Linked DNA regions of Oryctolagus cuniculus: region 2 is linked to region 1. Evidence: chromatin contacts called from public Hi-C data. All regions are on one chromosome and are shown on one strand. Each heading gives the region's core, a stretch centred on a gene start, on an enhancer-like site or on the middle of the called end of the contact. The rest is flanking DNA. Distances are from core to core; before and after follow the strand shown. Region 1 has its middle 56 kb from the start of CLHC1. Region 2 overlaps EML6 (EMAP like 6).

Region 1 (4,372 bases), core at 808-3,307:
GGCATCCCAAGTGGGCACTGGTTCGAGATCCAGCTGCTCCACTTCCAATCCAGCTCTCTGCTGTGGCCTGGGAAAGCAATAGAAGATGGCTCAAGTCCTTGGGCCCCTGCGCCCACGTGGGAGACCCGGAGAAAGCTCCTGTCTTCGGATCAGTGCAGCTCCAGCCAATGCGGCCATCTGGGGAGTGAACAAGTGGATGGAAGACCTCTTCCTTTCTCTCTGCCTCTCCTTCTTTCTGTGTAACTTTGACTTTCAAGTAAATAAATAAATCTTTAAAAAATGTTATAATGTAGAAGATTTTTTCCTTAAACGGTCATATTCCTGGGGATACACACCTCTCAAGAATGGTCCTGGAGCTGCACAAGTCTTAACATCTATAATGCCGTATTCAAAACTATGACCAGCCACAAAATGACCCGAGAAAAACAATTCAAGTTGCTGTCTTGCTGGCATCTCTTCTGCCATCTACTGAGTGAAATTGGTACTACATCCTAGTAAATGCATACAAGCAAAGAAAATTCTTTGTCCTGTTATGATTCTTCCATTTTACCTCTTAACATACTGTATTAACGATCATTTGTGTTTAACTTTTACTTCCTGTTCAGCAAGTAACCACAAGATATATAGGATGTCTCATTTGCCATCTAGAAGGTAATCAGGAAACGGTTGTTGAATTAAGTAATTTTGGATGTTGCATGGGCCTTAATAAAAAGAACATCTTAGGAATCTTTTGTACGGACTCCTCTTTCAACACCAGGAAGCTACCATAATTATAACAGAGAATGGCAGCAAGTTTATCTTCTCCACATTGCCTTATTCAACCGATATGAGTAAATTTCATAACCTCCTCCATCAGCAAATCACTGTCTCGGACAGAAATCGTCTGTTCTTCAATTCTTTGGCTCATGTAGAGTAAAGCTGATTCATGTTTACTGTGAGGGCCTTTATACACTCAAAGGCAGCACTGTGGTTGTGCTTTTGTTTTATTCCAAAGCTGAGCACCTTTCTACTCTTCTGTCTTCATTATTAATACGTGCTCAAAATTTATAATAGTTTTCTTGCTGTGCAGTCTCAGAACTACCTCCACTGCTCTCACTAGCATTTAGGCACACACGAATATAGCAAGTATCTGTGGTGCCTGCTGTTGCCCTGCATGCGTGGGCATACCTTGCACTAGGCAATCCTACCATTCACCAGGCAGATACACTAGCAGTGGGTTATTCATTCCCAGAAAGATTTCTTCAAATTGACTGCTTCAATGGTATTATGATTTATAAAATTCCACTTATAAAATGTTCATTTATGAGCAATTTTTCATGAATTACATGTCACAGAGTAAAAGCTGCTATAATCTTACTAATGTCTGATTGATGTATCATTTGACCTTAATGTATGTGCCTTTTTCTGGTGATAGGAACTCCTCATAATCTCCCATTCCTTCCAGATATGGTCCGCAAAGAGACCATCTCCTGCACTGAAGACCACCGTGTTTATGTGAGACCTGGAAAGGCACTCTCAGAGGGTAGAGGAAACTTTCATATAAGAGAATATTTATAGATACAAACAGCCTAAAGGAGTTTTCTCCATCTTTAGAGAGAACCACTTGAGCAAGAGACTAGATGGAACAACCTTGACAGTCAGTCCCCTGTTCTGTGCCCTCAGGAAGACAAGCAAAGTCATTCTGGTGCCAGAATGAGGACCTGCCTCCGTTCTGCAGACTGGAAGGCCACTGGGGACCCACTGACGTTTGTCCCCCTCGTTACCATCGTAGTATCACCACAGCCTGTCTCTGAGTGCTCAGTAATTTATCAACATGCTCACTTAGGGAGGCTGAGTAAGAATACCACGCAGATTTTTCAGACTGATTTATAACCTGTTTGCTTATCAATCAAAGGAATTGGTCAAAGCCTACAGTTCAAACATCTACAACCATTAACATATAAATGCCTAGCTCTTAAAGAAACTTGGCCAAGATTTTGCATAATTCAGCCCCACTGGTGGAGGCTGCTTCCAAAAATGTACATTCTCATACTGAGTCTGTGCTTTTAAAATGTGTGCTTGTAAGTTGTGAGGGAAGAGTTCCAGGAGAAAACGAATGATGGTTTTGTTTTAGGTATCTCCATCTATGTACAACGAAGAGCTGGAGTGTCTTGGTCTGTTTTGTGCAGCGAGAACAGAATGCCTCCTGCATGATAACTAAGAAAAAATCAAATGTGCTGGCTCACCGTACCAGAGGCTGAGAAGTCCAAGCTCAAGGTGTCGGCACCTGGCAGAGGCCTTCTTCCTGCATAACCGGTGGACGGCATCACAAGGCGGCAGGACTCAGAGCAAGAAAGGGCCCGAAAGTGTCCGTGGACGAACAGCCCACCTCGGAGACAACAAATTCACTCCCTGGGCAACGGCATTAATCCATTCATGAGGGCAGTGCTCCAGGATCCAAATATTTCCTGTTAGTCCACACCTCCCAGTATGCTGAACTGGGGGATCAAGCGTCTACCACATGAACTTTGGGGGACACATTCAAAGCATAACAGAGGGTGACATGCACTTTATGTTAAGCCCAAATGCAACTAAAGCTACTATATTACCTTTTTGACCAAACCCAAGAAAACAAGGTAACAGAATACAACCCATGCAATTACTCCTTGGATGAAAAAGATAGGTTCTCCTTAGCCGCCTTAACACATTGATCCCCATGAGATCTTGAAAGAGGGGGCTGCACTCTGTGCAGGACTGAAAATGCTTGGTGCTGACTACCGCTGCAGGCAGAACAGAGTGATGATGGCAACCCCCCACAGCACAATGGGGTTCCCACCGAAAGGTAACTGATAGAAATAAGGACCCATGTAGAGAAATCTTTAAAATGCACTCTTTTGAAAAACATTACACTGCTTCTTACCCATCTTTATGGAAATAGCATTGGGGAAGAATACTGATGGATTAATTCTTTTAAAAATACTTATTTTACTTGAAGGACAGAGAGACAGAGATCTTCCACCTGCTAGTTAACTCTTCAAATGCCTGCGATACCAGAGTCTGGGCCAAGCAGAAGCCTGTAACTCAATCTGGATCTCCCATGTGGGTGCAAGTGACTCAACCACTTGAGCCACAACCTGCTGCCTCAGGGTACACATTAGCAGGAAGCTGGACAGGGAGCAGAGCCAGGACTCAAACCCAGGCACTCTCATATGGGATGCAGGCGTCCCAGGCGGAGTCTTAACTGACATCACCACATGCCTATCACCTAGAGTAATTCTTAATGTGGAAGAAGGTGTCAAAATTACATGAATCTTTCTACACAGAGATTGTATCTGTGCTGCCTTTCGAGTTTCTCTGCATTAGAAATTACAATGACCTCCATATTGGACTGGCAATACACATATTAGCTATACTAGCTATTGTCCCTTTTGTTACCAGCATATCAATAGATGAGGCACTCTGTCGCTCTTTCTGAGAAAGCATGATAATTGCATGAGAAAGCATGATAATTCTTTACTTCTTTTATCCACTAAAAAAAAAGGCTTCATTTAAAATTGATGGAAACAAGAAATTAAACTTGGCCTCCTGAGTTTAGGACCAAGATATCAAATTGATGGCCTACAGGTTAAATTTGCTCTGTAGATACAGTCTATTTGGCCCACAAAGTACTATGAAAGTCAGGACTGCTCACATCAAATCTACATTTCCATCTTCTGAGAGGATAACACAAATCTATAGTCCAACTTTATAAAAACTGTTGGCACTTGCCAAAATTGCCACTGTTTAAAGTCCTCAGATCCCCCTGTATCTAAATGTGATCCATTCCACTCATTTACAGTAGTCCCTGACCTCTACACGTACTTCTGAGTGACCTTTTGTTTGGAGTCTAAGAAAAGAACATCAAGGAGTGAATACAGATTCCCAAGATAGAGAGAGTGCCTAGAGATAGCTGATGAAAAAAAGACAATATTCCATGAATAATAGTATCTTCACTATATAGTGAATATATATATTAAAACTTATTTATGTATTGGAAAGACAGAATTATTACAGAGAGAGAGGAAAAGATACACACAGAGAGAAAGAGAAATCTTCCATCCATTGGGTCACTCTCTAAATGGCCATAGTGGTTGGGCTGGGCCAGGCCAAAGCTAGGAGCCTGGAACTCCATCTGGGTCTCCTATGTGGGTGGCAGAGGTCCAAGCACTTGGGCCATCTTCTGCTGCCTTCCTAGGAGCATTAGCAGGGAGCTAGATGGAAAGTGGAGCAGCTGGGACTTCAACTGGCACTCATACAATGCCAGAACCTTGAATATATTTTTTTTAATTCGGAACATAATAGCAGTGGGCATTTGGCTCAGCAGGTAAGACGTGGCTTACCTGCATTCCATACA
Region 2 (4,525 bases), core at 240-2,739, 250 kb before region 1:
AGAAGGGATGTTTTACGTTTTGAAGTTTTGGTTCTCTTGAGTGTTAAAGACCTAATCCTGGGACCTGTGACACCACCATCCCATATGAGCACTAGTTTTAGTCCAGGCTGCTGCACTTCCAATCAACCTCCCTGCTAATATGCCTGAAAAGCAGCAGAAGATGACTAAGTGCTTGGGTCCCGGCCACCCACCTGAGGTACTAGATGCAGTTCCAGGCTCCCGGCTTTGACCTAGTCCCATGTCCATGCATAGTGCACCTGTGCAGATTTCTCCATCTCTGCCTCTGGTTTGTTCAGAAGTGAAGTGCTGGGTAACCGCAGTGGCCTCTGTGGGTTCCCTTGTAGGTGGTAGATGCTGTGCCTTCTCCCCTGATGGGAAAGCCTTAGCCGTTGGCCTGAACGATGGGAGTTTCCTGGTGGTGAATGCCGACACTGTGGAAGACATGGTCTCCTTCCATCACAGAAAAGAAATGATCTCTGACATCAAATTCTCAAAAGGTAAAGGTGACGTAGATACTTTTAAAAATACCACAGTCTTGGGACAGAAAAATAATGGAAGAATGGACTCAAATGTTTTCTTTACCCTGCTTGGCAAAGAGTAAGTTTCTGGAAGTTAATTCCCACATGAGATGGTTTGGTGTTAACTGCGCATTTCTCTTTATAGATACAGGAAAATACCTTGCTGTGGCATCCCATGATAACTTCGTGGATATCTACAACGTACTTACAAGCAAAAGGGTCGGCATCTGCAAAGGTGCTTCTAGTTACATTACACATATCGACTGGGACTGCAGAGGTAACGTGTGGCTTTCAAACTATGATTTCCGTTTGAAACATAATCGATGTCCATTCATGTACTGCTTCCCAGAGCGTGACAGTGGAACCCACAACAATAGAAACAGTTGTGATTTTACAGCACACAGGTCGCTGCCACTACCCTTGTGTGTTTCCGTCTCTTAATCATTACTGTTTTTAGCATGATCAGTTCAAGCCACTGAGTTGAAAGACGCAACGCCTTCGGCCATCCTAGCACGCCCTTGCCTCACCTTTGGGTTGGTCACGCATGTCCTTATTCTAGGTCTCTGCCTGATGGCTTTCCCTTTTCCAACCAAAGCTCCACCTGCTGGGGGATTGACCAAAACGTGCCAGGCAGTTTTCATCCTCCAGCTGAAATACAAAGCTACATGCAGCTTGCCTCAAGTTTCACCGCTACACCTCCTCCAAGTCATGCCAGAAACATTGTAAGGATGTGTCTGTTTTTAACAAGCTGAGTCTCTGCCGCGTGTAGTCATACGCTTAAATCATGGAGGGTCAGGGAGTTAGAGGTGGTTCTCCCTGTCTGTCGAGTACACAGCTGAGTGAGGACGACACGCTTGCGCTTACACAATACAGGAGCAGAAGCTGGGTAAGCTGTTGGAGAAGAGTGGGTGAGTCAGCTGGGAAGAGGTGGCTGGGGCTGGGCCAGCATGTAGTACCCAGAGGGGACGTCAGTGCTGAAGGGCGGGTCACTCTGAAATCCTGTCCTGGAGGCTTGGACCACGTGAAGTGTCTGAAGCCAGCACCTAGGAATGGACAGATCCCCACAGTCCACAGTGGTAGAGGAGCACCAAGGCCAGCCTGAGCTCTGAGGACAGAGCCCCAGGGGAATCCCTGGGCTCTCATGGGAGTGACCTTTCAGATGAACCTGGAGAGGTGGGTGGGAGTTCACCAGCCAGCAAGGAAGAGCATTCTGGGCCACAGCAGGCCTGTGTGGGAAGCTGTGGAGATGGGAAGGATGGGGAGATTGAGCCATGGGCAGTACTGAGGTGGGGGAAGGGGTGTGTGACGTGCTGGGTGGGTGAGGCCCTGGGTAGCTCTAAGGAGTCTACAGTGTGACATATCCTCTGTCTTGGGGTGGGCCAGAGAAAGATGGTGAGGGCCCCATGAGGTTAGCTCAGACTCCAGAACATTTTTCCAGAGTTACAGAGGCAGAAAGAGATCTTCCATCCGCTGATTCACTCCCCAAATGGCCGCAACAGCCAAAGCTGGTCGATCCAAAGCCAAGAGCTTCTTCTGGGTCTCCCATGCGGGTGCGGGGGCCCAAGAACTTGGGCCATCTTCTGCTGCTTTCCCAGGCCATGGCAGAGAGCTGGGTCAGAGGTGGAGCAACTGGGACTCGAACTGGTGCCCGTATGGGATGCCGGCATTGCAGGCAGCAGCTTTACCCACTGTGCCACAGGCGCCCACCCCAAGATGCCAGAACTTTTATTTCAAGTATTTTTCGAAGCATTGGCCACAAACTAGGGCTTGGCAGTCCTTCCACCAGGTGGGTTTTTAGTTACAGCTGTGCGTGCCAGCCTGGAATCTGGGTTGTATTTGAGCTTTACAACCTGCAGAGGTTTTGCTGAAAGGAATAAATGGTAGGGGAGAAGCATGCAATTTATTATAAGTACAGGTCCCAACAGGAGCCAGGGAAGCCAGGTCAAGTCCCTCTGGTTTTCATGTCAGGGTCACACCAGTTGAAGTTGGCATTTGAGATCAGGCAGGGCTGTGGCCACTAGAGCATGCCTAGAAACTGGGGAGGCCATGGCAGGGGCAGGGCAGGGGTGGCGTGGATAGAAGCAGCTGCTTCTCAAACTCCTTCTTTGATACTTTCTGGTTTGTTGTTTAAAAACATAAACACACAACCAGTTTGAATTTATTCTCTTACTGGGTGGAATGAATTATGGGGAGTCTTATGTGGAACCAACAACATACATACACACAGTACATGGCACAGTATCTGAAACTCCAACACTATGACTATTAAGTAGTTAATACCCCCTCATGTTATGGCTTCTATTAGGGAATGAAGGGCAAAAGCAAGTGGGATGTAAGAAAGTTTCCTTTGGGAAGATTTTTAAAAATCATTTTTAATTGTAGTAAAATATACATAATAAAATTCACCATCTTGCAGTGTAAGTTCAGTGGGCTTGTGCACATTTGCACTGGTAAGCAACCACCACCACCATCCATGTCCAGAATTCTTTTCATCTTGTAGAACTGAAAACTTGTACCCAGTTGTTATTTCGTAACTCCCAGTCCCTCAGTCCTATAAACCACCATTCTGCTCTGTCTCTAAAGCACTACTCTGGGTACGCCTCATAGGAAACAATCCTACAGTGCTTGTCATTTTTGTACCTGGCTTTTCTTTTAAGATTTTGTTTATTTATTTGAGAGGTAGAGTTAGAGTCAGAGAAAGAGAGACAGAGAGAGGTCTTCGATCCACTGGTTCACTCCCCAGTTGGCCTCAATGGCTGGAGCTGGACCAGTCCAAAGCCAGGAGCTTCTTCCACGTGGGTATAGAGGCCCAGGTGCTACTGCTTGCATCTGATGGTTTACTCCTCAAGTGGCTGCAATGGCCGAGGCTGGGCCAAGCCAAAAACACGAGCTTCATCTAGGTCTCACATGTGGGTGCAGGAGCCCAACGACTTGGGCTGTTTTCCGCTGCTTTCCCAGGTGCATTGACAGGGAGCTGGATCAGAAGCAGAGCAGCCGGGATTTGAATAGGCACCCATATGGGAAGCCAGTACTGGAGACTGTGGCTTAACCTGTGCTGCCCACCACCATCATCATCATCATTCAGGAGTTTAGGCCCCGTGTCCATGATAAAGATGTGAAGCGGAATCAGTCTCACTTGGAAAGCCTAGGATCTTGTCCTGGATTGCTGGGTTGCATGAGAGCCTAGGCAGGTGTCTCTGTGAAGTCGTCCAATGTGGAGCTATCCCTCCATGGGGTGAGACTCAAACCTTGCCATTCCCCCACTCTGCCCTGGGCCAGCCTTGTGGGGTAAGGAAGAGCCGAGGTCTTTGAAGAACAATCTTGCCTCTTGTCAATCAGAAGAGGGGTAAGACCGAAGGGTTTCTGTGGTTTGAGAGTAAACTAGAATACTTGGGCTTTTTAAAGAGGAATGAGCCCAATCTGGAGAATAACAGCAAGTGTGCCTACAGATCCTCCCTGGTTCCTCTCCAGTCGCATTAGCGCCAGCCAGGTGTCGCCATGCTATTCCCGTTCCTGCACGCCTGGTCTCCAGCAGGTGCCACGCTGCCTGCAGAGCAGCCCCATTGCTTCCAGAGAGGGAGCCTGCGGGCCTAGCAAGGGCAGAGAGCAGAGCTGAGAAGCAGGGATCTCTCGCGGGCCTCTGATCTTGTAGGGAATAGTGAAAGCATTCGCCAGAGCCAGCTGGCTGTCAGCGCCAGGGACTGCGCAGCCGCAGCCTCTTGTGTCCATGGCAACGCAGGCCCAGGAATTGAAAAGCGCATCAGGCTTTTGCAGGCTCATCAGCTACCTCCACGTGAAGGCTACACACACACACACACACACACACACACACACGGGGTGGGGAGTCATAGGAGGATGTTTTCTAGATGCTAAAAGTTCAATTCTAGAAACATCGGGACTGTGCGATCCTGGATCAGTGAACTGCTAGGACCTCCATTCCCATTTTCACAGCAGATGGCCTGTTTGGTACGTTTAGTAGAAATTTTGGAATTACTCCAACTCGTAAA

What was found. A called contact is a pair of places that touch in the nucleus more often than the background predicts.
Region 2: a Hi-C map of an unstated tissue shows a contact between it and region 1, with 4 times the contacts expected there. The contact joins two enhancer-like sites. A contact is called at or near these places in 3 of 6 Hi-C or Micro-C datasets (ear pinna, psoas muscle and an unstated tissue).

What each region holds. Positions count from the first base shown.
Region 1 is chr2:147,416,811-147,421,182 of mOryCun1.1, reverse strand. No RefSeq gene overlaps it. Among named protein-coding and RNA genes, the nearest start is that of CLHC1, 56 kb to the right of the region's middle. Within about 2 kb of position 2,057, at least 1 of the 8 cell types and tissues checked has an H3K27ac peak or open chromatin away from gene starts, as enhancers often do.
Region 2 is chr2:147,666,140-147,670,664 of mOryCun1.1, reverse strand. EML6 (EMAP like 6) reads left to right here. Exons shown (of 44, transcript XR_011386640.1): 22 at 345-497; 23 at 664-795. Among named protein-coding and RNA genes, the nearest start is that of RTN4, 140 kb to the right of the region's middle. Within about 2 kb of position 1,489, at least 1 of the 8 cell types and tissues checked has an H3K27ac peak or open chromatin away from gene starts, as enhancers often do.